Linked DNA regions of Mus musculus: regions 1 and 2 are each linked to region 3. The links are chromatin contacts, called in public Hi-C maps. All regions are on one chromosome and are shown on one strand. The core of a region is the stretch at or near the end of the contact, and the rest is flanking DNA. Distances in the headings are between cores, read along the strand shown.

The links. A called contact is a pair of places that touch in the nucleus more often than the background predicts.
Region 1: a contact with region 3 is called in a Hi-C map of cerebral cortex, with 1.7 times the contacts expected there. The contact joins two enhancer-like sites. A contact is called at or near these places in 2 of 484 Hi-C or Micro-C datasets (bone marrow-derived macrophages and cerebral cortex) and 1 of 9 other capture datasets (embryonic tail).
Region 2: a contact with region 3 is called in a Hi-C map of muscle stem cells, with 5 times the contacts expected there. The contact joins two enhancer-like sites. A contact is called at or near these places in 6 of 484 Hi-C or Micro-C datasets (cerebellum, forebrain, muscle stem cells and 2 more) and 2 of 115 datasets of contacts at active chromatin or transcription factors (neural progenitor cells and stem cell-derived neural progenitor cells).

What each region holds. Positions count from the first base shown.
Region 1 is chr4:98,241,926-98,245,001 of GRCm38.p6, reverse strand. It overlaps the pseudogene Gm12691. Among named protein-coding and RNA genes, the nearest start is that of 0610025J13Rik, 78 kb to the left of the region's middle. Within about 2 kb of position 1,276, at least 84 of the 459 cell types and tissues checked have an H3K27ac peak or open chromatin away from gene starts, as enhancers often do. A contact at or near this core is called in cerebral cortex, where this site is marked.
Region 2 is chr4:97,035,021-97,038,113 of GRCm38.p6, reverse strand. No RefSeq gene overlaps it. Among named protein-coding and RNA genes, the nearest start is that of Gm27521, 120 kb to the right of the region's middle. Within about 2 kb of position 1,388, at least 11 of the 459 cell types and tissues checked have an H3K27ac peak or open chromatin away from gene starts, as enhancers often do. A contact at or near this core is called in muscle stem cells, neural progenitor cells and stem cell-derived neural progenitor cells, where this site is marked.
Region 3 is chr4:97,616,940-97,620,165 of GRCm38.p6, reverse strand. It overlaps a transcript of Nfia not described here. Among named protein-coding and RNA genes, the nearest start is that of E130114P18Rik, 34 kb to the right of the region's middle. Within about 2 kb of position 1,320, at least 90 of the 459 cell types and tissues checked have an H3K27ac peak or open chromatin away from gene starts, as enhancers often do. A contact at or near this core is called in cerebral cortex, muscle stem cells, neural progenitor cells and 1 more, where this site is marked.

The DNA of each region.
Region 1 (3,076 bases), core at 27-2,526, 620 kb before region 3:
TCCTTTTATAACTGGAGCACTATTGAAAAATAAGTACTGTACCCATATACATGGTACAGGAAAGCAAGCAAGAAAACTCTGCTGAGAGTGCCTCAAGCCAGTATACAGCATACTGATATCAAGGATTACAACTATGGTTTTATGTAATTGGCTGCTTCCCCCTAACCTAGGCTTCTCTGCTTCTTCCTTGGAACTCACAGTCAGGGAGACACTGGCCCGGGCAGTCCTTCCTGTACTTGCTTGGGAATGTTTAGACAAGTTTCCAAAGTACAGTCCTAGATGGAAGGAAGAAAGTTACAACTTCCAGTGAGTTGTCCCGATTCCAGGGTGTGACACAGAATCCACCAAGTCTCACTGTGGTTTGGAAGGTTACGTTACTAAGTGGAACCAACAGAACCCAAAGGAAACATATGTGTTTCAGTACCAGATTCTCTTCACTTCCCGGACACTTTGCCCCCTCCCCCCTTCTGTCTCTCTCTCTCCCTCCCCTCTCACCACACACACACACACACACACACACACACACACACACACACACACACACACACACACTTTCTCATTCTGCAACCCTGGGGGAGAGAAGGCAGCTGTAGAAGCCAAAAAAACCTCCCCAGCCCTAATTAAACCCTCCAAGTCTCCAGGCAACGCAGCTAAGGAAAAACATCATTTCCAAGCTGAAGACCCCCAGCCCCCAGTCCCAGCAAAGGAAACAGGTCGTTTGGTTTAATCAGCCTACGTGCACATTCTCTCTCCCCAGGTTGCCAAGACCGAGCCTGTACCTAGCAGAGGTATTTGTGTAATCAAAGCTTCTGGAACGTTCCCTGCCAAGGCTACCAAAGTGAATAGGCTCCTGAGGTAAAAATGTTCCCCTGCTGGGGACGGCGCCCTTGAAGTCTACATCAAAATCAAGAAAGGGTCACAGCTGTTGCGGCACCCCACAGCGGAAAACTTGCAAGAGATCCCAGCCTGCATCACTGCGCTTCAGGTCGGCAGGAAACAGGCTCTATTTGCTTCTGAGAAGGGGGGCGGGGAGGGTGGGTGGGAAGACAGAGAGGGGGGAGGGACAGGGGTGGAATGGCGGGGGGGGGGGGTTTGGGGGGGGAGGGAGACAGAGAGACACAGAGACAGAAACTAGAGAAAGAGAGAGAAATTGAGAGAGAAAAAGAGACAGAGACAGATTGATTTTCAAAAAAGCTTCCATCATCAGTATCCTCTGAGATGGAAGAGACCCGCCCTGCATCCAAGCACCCCCTCCAATCTAGTCAACCTGTACTGCATATTGGCTGAGAGCCACTAGGTGGCAGCAGATTAACTCTTCGGATGCCAGAATGGGCTCTGAGTTGAGTCTGGTCCAAGTAAAGGGAAAATGATGGCCTCTTTTCTCCCCAATATTCTTAGCAAACGTTCTGCAAGGAGGGCTTTCTGGTGACCGCCTTGCATGGCGGCTGGAGTCAGGGTGGGACGCAATTGTGTGTGCTATAGGTTTCATGACTTGCCTCATGGTTCCAGGACTAAAAATGCTTTAGGAAATTTATGCATGTTCAAAGTATAATAACATGTGAATCCATTCCATTTTCCAGACCAGGTCCCTTGCCCTATGGGAACTACCAAGGGCAAGATGGCATTAAAAAAATAAATGGAGTTCTTGTAGCTGGCCACCTTGCAGGACGCAGGGATAGTTAGTTTGCTGCAGACAAGTTGGAAAGACTTGAGTAAGTTAGAGAAGATGGAGTTCCACAAAACTTTGATGATGCGGGTTTTATGCTTTTTAGAGTGAGTGATGGCCTACAATGTGGGAGCTATCGGAAGGAAACCTAGCCAGCAGGCCTAGAAATACTTGCTGCTTAGACCACAAGGAAACAAATCTTTCTCTGGGGCATTCTGGCCTCTGCAAAGCATTCCCCTGCATCCCACCTATTAAATTTCTGCCACAAATATAAAAATACAGTGGTGGTGATTGGAACAGGGGCCAGAAAGGTGAAAGAAATTTACTTCAGGAGGCAAGAGAGAGCTACCAGCCACAGGAGGAATAAAGTCAGGAGGGAGTGGCAGCAGCTGGGATGAAAAGTTGTGCTTATGTATGAAGGGTTTGGGAGACCACAGACAGCAGAGGAGGAGGAGGGAGAGGAGGAAGAGGAGGAGGAGGAGGAAGAGAAGGAGGAGGAGGAGGAAGAGGAGGAGGAGGAGGAGGGAGAGGAGGAGGAAGAGGAGGGAGAGGAGGAGGAAGAGGAGGAGGGAGAGGAGGAGGAAGAGGAGGAGGGAGAGGAGGAGGAAGAGGAGGAGGGAGAGGAGGAGGAGGGAGATGAGGAGGAGGAGGAAGAGGAGGAAGAAGAGGAGGAGGAAGAAGAGGAGGAGGAGGGAGATGAGGAGGAAGAGGGAGAGGAGGAGGAGGAAGAGGAGGAGGAGGAAGAAGAGGAGGAGGAAGAAGAGGAGGAGGAAAAAGAGGAGGAGGGAGATGAGGAGGAGGAGGAGGGAGAGGAGGAGGAGGGAGAGGAGGAAGAGGAGGAGGAGGAGGAGGGAAATCAGTAGGAGGGATTCACAATGTGGGCGATCTATAGGACTCAGGTGGAGTGAAAGACAACTTGAAGAGGTTTGGCTGGGCATTTGGGATCTCTCTGATATATTTCAAGAGAGTTTAGCAAAGATGAAAATGGTCTCAACAATTTTTATTCTTTGGCCTCAAGGCTGCCTAAGACCAAGGCTGCATGGGTGGCAAAACTGACTCTCTTCGCTCTCCTTAGCTGTCTAGGTGGTAGGGCACTGACTCTAATCTCAATCTCTTTTCAACATAAAAATCTCTTTTAGTGGACACACAAATAAAACTAAGGTCACCGCTCAAACACACCCTTGCCCAATCCAAATTCTAGACACCTCATGGTTAGCATGGCTGTTTGGAGACTGTGGACTTTTGCTTAGGGTTATGCAATTATACATTTCATTGTCAATTGTATTCTTTTTTGTAGCTATGGGGAAGTAGGAGAGAGAGAGAGAGAGAGCAAGCCATGGCAGAATTAAAACTATAAACAATCAAACAAATGAACAAACAAACAAACAAACAAACAAACATTTCCTATCC
Region 2 (3,093 bases), core at 139-2,638, 580 kb after region 3:
TGTCATACCCCCATTCCCACTCCTTTAGCAAGGTTCAATGTCTTTGTCCAGCCTCAGCTTGTAAATAAAGTAAGAGAAACTCAGATTTACTGGCATTCGTAGCTGCTCACAGTTCAAGAGTTCTGGAAGGTCTTCTTTCCAGAACTTTGGTTTCTATGGGATGAGTGTCGTCCTGGCTGGTTTTTGGCTCATATCTAAGTGCTGGATCATCTCCATTCATCATTTCTGGGCTGGACAAGATTCTCTTGTCTGAGCTGTGGATGTCCCCTGCTGGAAATGGCTGTTCACTGCAGCTGAGGGAATTGGTACAATTGTGGCAGCTGTGGATGCACTTATGTGTGTCAGGACATCCTCCCTGGCTGATTACATGATTCCCACCAGGAACACAGTCAGAAAACTCACTCTGTGACCCTGCTCTTACACTCCTGCTTTATTGGCAATTTCACCTTCTAAGTTATGATAACCACTCCTTATAAAGCACGGTATGTGTTAATATGACAAGCTCTCAACATTTGTTTCTAAAATCCATAATCTTGTTGCATACAGAATGGATTATCTTATTTAAACTGTCACATATTAATAAATTCTGAGTGGAATTACAGAATTTTATATTGTAAGAGTTCAGGCCTTGAGAATAGGTGGCCCCCATTAGTGTAACTTGCACAGGATATTTGTTTTACTTGTCTTCTTGTCCACAGGGTGCCTCTCCTGATACAGAGAATACACAAAACCACTTGGCTGTGGTTTTTCATCCTCAGGTGCAATTTTTTTCTGCTCTTCATCTTTCATTCTATATGTGCTCATTTGCAGCATTCGTGCCAGTGGGCTTTGCTTTGTTCTGCTTTCTATGTATCTGATCAAAATCCTCTCCCTTTTCAAAGCCTGCTTTTTTTTTTTTTCATCAGAAAATTTAGGGAGCTTTACTAACTGACTTAATTTTCCTTCCAAATGTAAAGTGCTGCTGTGACAGGCATCCTATGTGAAAGACATTCTGTAGTCCATGTTTCTGGGAAAATTCTCATTGATGAAGGAAACAAAATTCAGTTGTGTACAACTTATAAGATTATAAGAGGTGAGAGTACAGGCTAGTTCTTGGTCTGGACTGTCATTTGGGAGCATACTTTTCAAGACAAAAGCCACTAATCACTTATCCAAGACATCAGAGGATGGGCAAAATCAACCGTCCAGTGTCCAGCTGAATCACAGTTGCTGATTGTTCCAGCCAGTTGGGAGTTTTCACCATGTGATCAGCCCAAAGGCATTTCTTCAGCTGCCAGCACAGAGGCTTGTCGAATCTGCTAAGAAACCAGATGCAGCAAATACATATCCTCTACAGCCTGGCATCTGGGGTTTGTGCCTGCCAGCTGAGGAAAAAAGCCTGGGCTGCATGGAGCTCAGGGTGGAGATGTGGAGATCATAGACAGAAAACAGTGAGATCATCACATGTTTCTCATTGTGCTAGAAAAAAAAAAACCCTATTGTTGGAGAGCATGTGAGAACTTTGTAAGAACCAGATTAAGTATGCCTGGATTACATGATGGAACAATTATATGCTGTGGACTAACACATATTTGTTTTACTGAAAGTCTGTTCCTACTATTTTACTTTTTTCGTATGCAAAAGCGCTTATACAATTGACTCAGTGCAACTGTATTCATCAAGCAATCCATCTTATTCATATATATTTATGTGTACATGATGCATGCACATCATGTATATGTCTTTATTCTTCTTAGCCCATTAGTTTTTCCCAGATAAGAACTTCAATGTTACCTTCTTACTACCATTGTAGACCATAAGTGACTGGGTATTCTGGGTAATACCCTTATTTTGTTTTGTTTAAATCCCTTTCCCATATAAATTATATAAATATTATTCATTAAACTCCATTCCTTTCAATACAGTTAGCCAAATGATTATTGAATACCCACCTATGCAAAATATGGTATGACCATGAGACTGAAGGAGCAAGGAATCCAAGAAGCTTATGACCACATGGATCAAAGCTGAGTGGCCAGAGCCAGTGATGGATAGGTGTCAAGAGCTTCAGGCAGTAAAAAAGAAGCCAAAACAGAGGATTTTTACTTTGTGTGCTATCTGTGGCTAGGGCTCACAGTAATGTGAGAGTGGGGACCTGAAGATGTATTTTTCTTTCTTTCTTTCTCTCTTTCTTTCTTTCTTTCTTTCTTTCTTTCTTTCTTTCTTTCTTTCTTTCTTTCTTTCTCTCTCTCTCTCTCTTTCTTTCTTCCTTTCTTCCTTCATTCCTTCCTTTTTCCTTCCTTCCTTCCTTATTTTCTTTCTTTCTTTCTTTCTTTCTTTCTTTCTTTCTTTCTTTCTTTCTTTTCCTTCCTTCCTTCCTTCCTTCCTTCCTTCCTTCCTTCCTTCCTTTCTTTATTTTTCCTTGGTTTTCAAATATAAAGAATATATAATAAGGGGGGTAACTATGCCACATTATTTAATCAAGATTGTTTAACATTGTATTGTTTTAGAATGGATTTCTATGGCTCTATCTAAACAGCAGTACTGAAGAAAGCCATGCCCAGCCTCTTGTTATTTTCAAAGTAAGGCTTTGGCTTTTTCAGGTCATTTTATAGTATTTGTGTGCACACTGATCATATTATACAGACAGCAGAATATTGTGGCTTTCTCTTAACTAATACCCACCATTCATATGTGAATTCTTCTTAGGTTATTACTATACCTGTCAGCACATGTTACCATATGATTATTGGTTATTAATTATTTAATACCTACATTGTGAAACACATTGCCATGACCAGGAAGCTGACGGGCCAAGGTGTCCTAGAAGCTTATGGTCATGATGAATGGCTCAGCTCCCACAGGCAGTGGGTGCATAGGTATGGGGAGGTGCATTCCATAGAAAAGTAGCTCAGACAGATGGCACATCGTGCTACTTTTCTTTCCTGTATCCTTCCCCAAACTTTTGTCCACTCCTGACCATCATTAAGTAGACTTCTATGTAAACACTGACTTTTATAATTTTTTCTAAAATAAACATTATACTGCATGCTCTTCAACTTATAGTTCTTATCTAATAAAACATTAATCATTCAATTACTGATAAGCATTGCT
Region 3 (3,226 bases), core at 71-2,570:
CCATCTTTTGATATATATGCAGCTAGAGTCAAGAGCTCCGGGGTACTGGTTAGTTCATAATGTTGTTCCACCTATAGGGTTGCAGATCCCTTTAGCTCCTTGGCTACTTTCTCTAGCTCCTCCATTGGGAGCCCTATGATCCATCCATTAGCTGACTGTGAGCATCCACTTCTGTGTTTGCTAGGCCCCGGCATAGTCTCACAAGAGACAGCTACATCTGGGTCCTTTCAATAAAATCTTGCTAGTGTATGCAATGGTGTCAGCGTTTGGATGCTGATTATGGGGTGGATCCCTGGATATGGCAGTCTCTACATGGTCCATCCTTTTATCTCAGCTCCAAACTTTGTCTCTGTAACTCCTTCCATGGGTGTTTTGTTCCCAAATCTAAGGAGGGGCAAAGTGTCCACACTTCAGTCTTCATTCTTCTTGAGTTTCATGTGTTAATACAACTTGCCAGATGATTCAGTGTTGCTCGCTTGCTCGCCCTTCCTTCCTTCCTTCCTTCCTTCCTTCCTTCCTTCCTTCCTTCCTTCCTTCCTCCCTTCCTTCCTTCCTTCCTTCCTTCCCTCCTTCCCTCCTTCCCTCCTTCCTTCCCTCCCTCTCTGCCTTCCTTCCTTCCTTTCTCTCTCTCCCTCCTTCTGTCCTTCCTTCCCTCCCTCCCTCTCTTCCTTCCTGTCTGCCTTCTTTCTCTTTCCTTCTTTGTGGGTGGTGTGTATGTGTGTGTGTGTGAGAGAGAGAGAGAGGGGGGGAGGGAGAGAGAGGAGGGGGAGGGAGAGAGAGGGGGGGAGGGAGAGAGAGAGAGTATTTAGACATGTGCAGGAAGTCTCAGAATCTCTTGCAAAAACAGGATTAAAAGGAAAAAGGAAGGAAGAAAGAAAAAGTAGACCCCTCCCTCTCCAGGGAGACATTAGAGGAACAGTGAAGCCTGAGGGAAGTTTGAATGCCAAGAAAGCCTGTTTTGAGTCAGTAGGAAAGAGGCCAGTGTGGGCACCGTTGGGCAGCTGCGAGCTGCTGGCTCTATCCATTCAAAACCACTCTGGCAGAGGGGAAATGATCTTTCTTTTATCACTTTTTAAAAAGGAAGTTTAAAAAAACCGCAAAAGATGCAGAAACATACTGATGTCACTGAGAGGGGAGACCCAGGTCACCACCAACAGTGGGTGTCAGGGATCCCCCACCCCACAACCACAGCTCAGCTCTAAAAGGCGGCCCAGACAATAATCAGATGCCAAACCATGCGAAGTGCCCAGAGGCGACTCCAAAACACCCAGCCCACCAGCGGATAAAGGCTGCCAAGGAGCCAGATGCTGCAGCTTTAAAAATATCTTCCGCTGCTTGGCATCTGTAATCGCGGCTGCTGTCTCTTCTCCAGGAAGGAGCGGCCAGGCTGGGACAGCCGGGCAGGCGGCAGCAGTGCGCTTTTGCTAGGCGTAACCCAGAGCTCCAGAGTGCCTCTGGCCAGGCTGCCCACTTGGCCTTGTTAAATCACCTCCAGCATATGGTGAGAGACATCTGCCCAGGATCTGGACCTCACAGACAGGATGAGGAGGCTGGAACCAGCTTTCTGAGACTGAATGTTCAGGCTGAGCTTCCATAGGAAGCCAGGGGGCATTTCCAGGACTTGGATCTCCTTTGCACAGGGCTGAACTCTTAAAAAGAAGGATCCCTCTGGGTCATGCCACGATCAGTCTAGTTTCCTGAGACACCTGCTGATTTAGCCGTGAAACGGAGTAAAATTTATGCCTTGTGATTTGATGTGGGGAAGGATACTAACTCATTCTAAAGCATGCTTCTGCCCTTTGTGTTCCAGTTGAAGGAATCGCAGTTTTTCCATTAGAAAAGTCAGACAATCTTACCAACAGGTTGTAGTTTCAGGAGTCCCCAGAGATCTAGGTAGCACTTTTCCTGATTCTTGCTAAATGGCTGGCATTGATGAAATTTGTCTGACTAGGAATTGGGTCCCTTTGACACACTGAGATATAGCAAACCATCTGACTGAACTGGCAAATTTCTTCTTAGGCAGCAGTAGGGAGTTAATAAGCTATTTATGAGAGGAGCCAGAATCTTGCTTTAAAAAAACCTTCCCTTTGTCTCTCTTATCCAGTTTCTCCTTCTACCCAAAACATCAAATTATAAAGGCAAAACTGTGGTTTCTTTTCTATTTCATTTTAACCTTCAGATAGCACTTCATTGATTTATTTTATACTTCCCCGTTTAAAAAGGAGGGAGGATACAGTCCTTTTGATGAGGCAACAGCTCAGAACTGAAGCTGGGGGAGAAATCCATTCATGATTTAAGGAAGAAAGAGTCACAGGTATGCTTACAGACATGACCCTGTACACCACAAGAGCTGGGACAACCCTACTTTATCCTTGTGTATACAACATCATAATACAACATCATATCCTTGTATGACGGAGCATCTTTCCCAGAATGTATCTGGGTTTTCTTTTATAGTGACATCAATGGTCTACAAGTCAGTGGATGCTTGCAGCTGGCTTTTGGACCTTTATTCTCACCTGTCACCAATCCCAATGACACAGAGCTAACTTAAAGCCCCATCACTTCCAGGTTCCTCTCTAGTTGTGGGACAAATGGATGAATTATACCAAACAGTTTCTTCCATCTTCTGGCCACAGTTTTGGTTTAAGAATAGGCCCTAGGGTCAGTACAAATTAAAATGGAATGAATCTTGGAAGCTTTGCAGGGAACACTGAGATGATTCTTAGATAGAAATAGTGAAGTCACACAGGAGGAGTCCAAGGAAAACAGAACAAAGAATGTAAGCCACCCACAATGAGTTCTGGATCATCCTTGATGAAAATTCTATAGATGAACTTTTCAATGATAAGAGGCTATATAGATCTTAGGGACAGTTTTCATTATTTTATTTAAACAAAAAGGAAACACGCTTACTTTCTTTTGTGAAGCTTGGTATTAGGACTGGTGACTCTGGTAGTCACCTCGGCTATTCTTTTCCGGTTGTCCTCAAGGTTCCACTGTGAGGAATCACTGTGGACAATCTCAGTATGGTGTAGTTCGTTACATACAAGCCACACTTCTTGCTCCATGACATTTTGGACCAGAAACTTCTGGAAGCCATTTGGGAGGGTTGTGTTTTCTTATCCTTTTACTCCTATCAACAACATTTTTCACCAGAGTCTATTCTTTGAATATCCCTTGTACTCTGTTGTCAATAATTCAAGATTCGTACTGACTTAGTTCA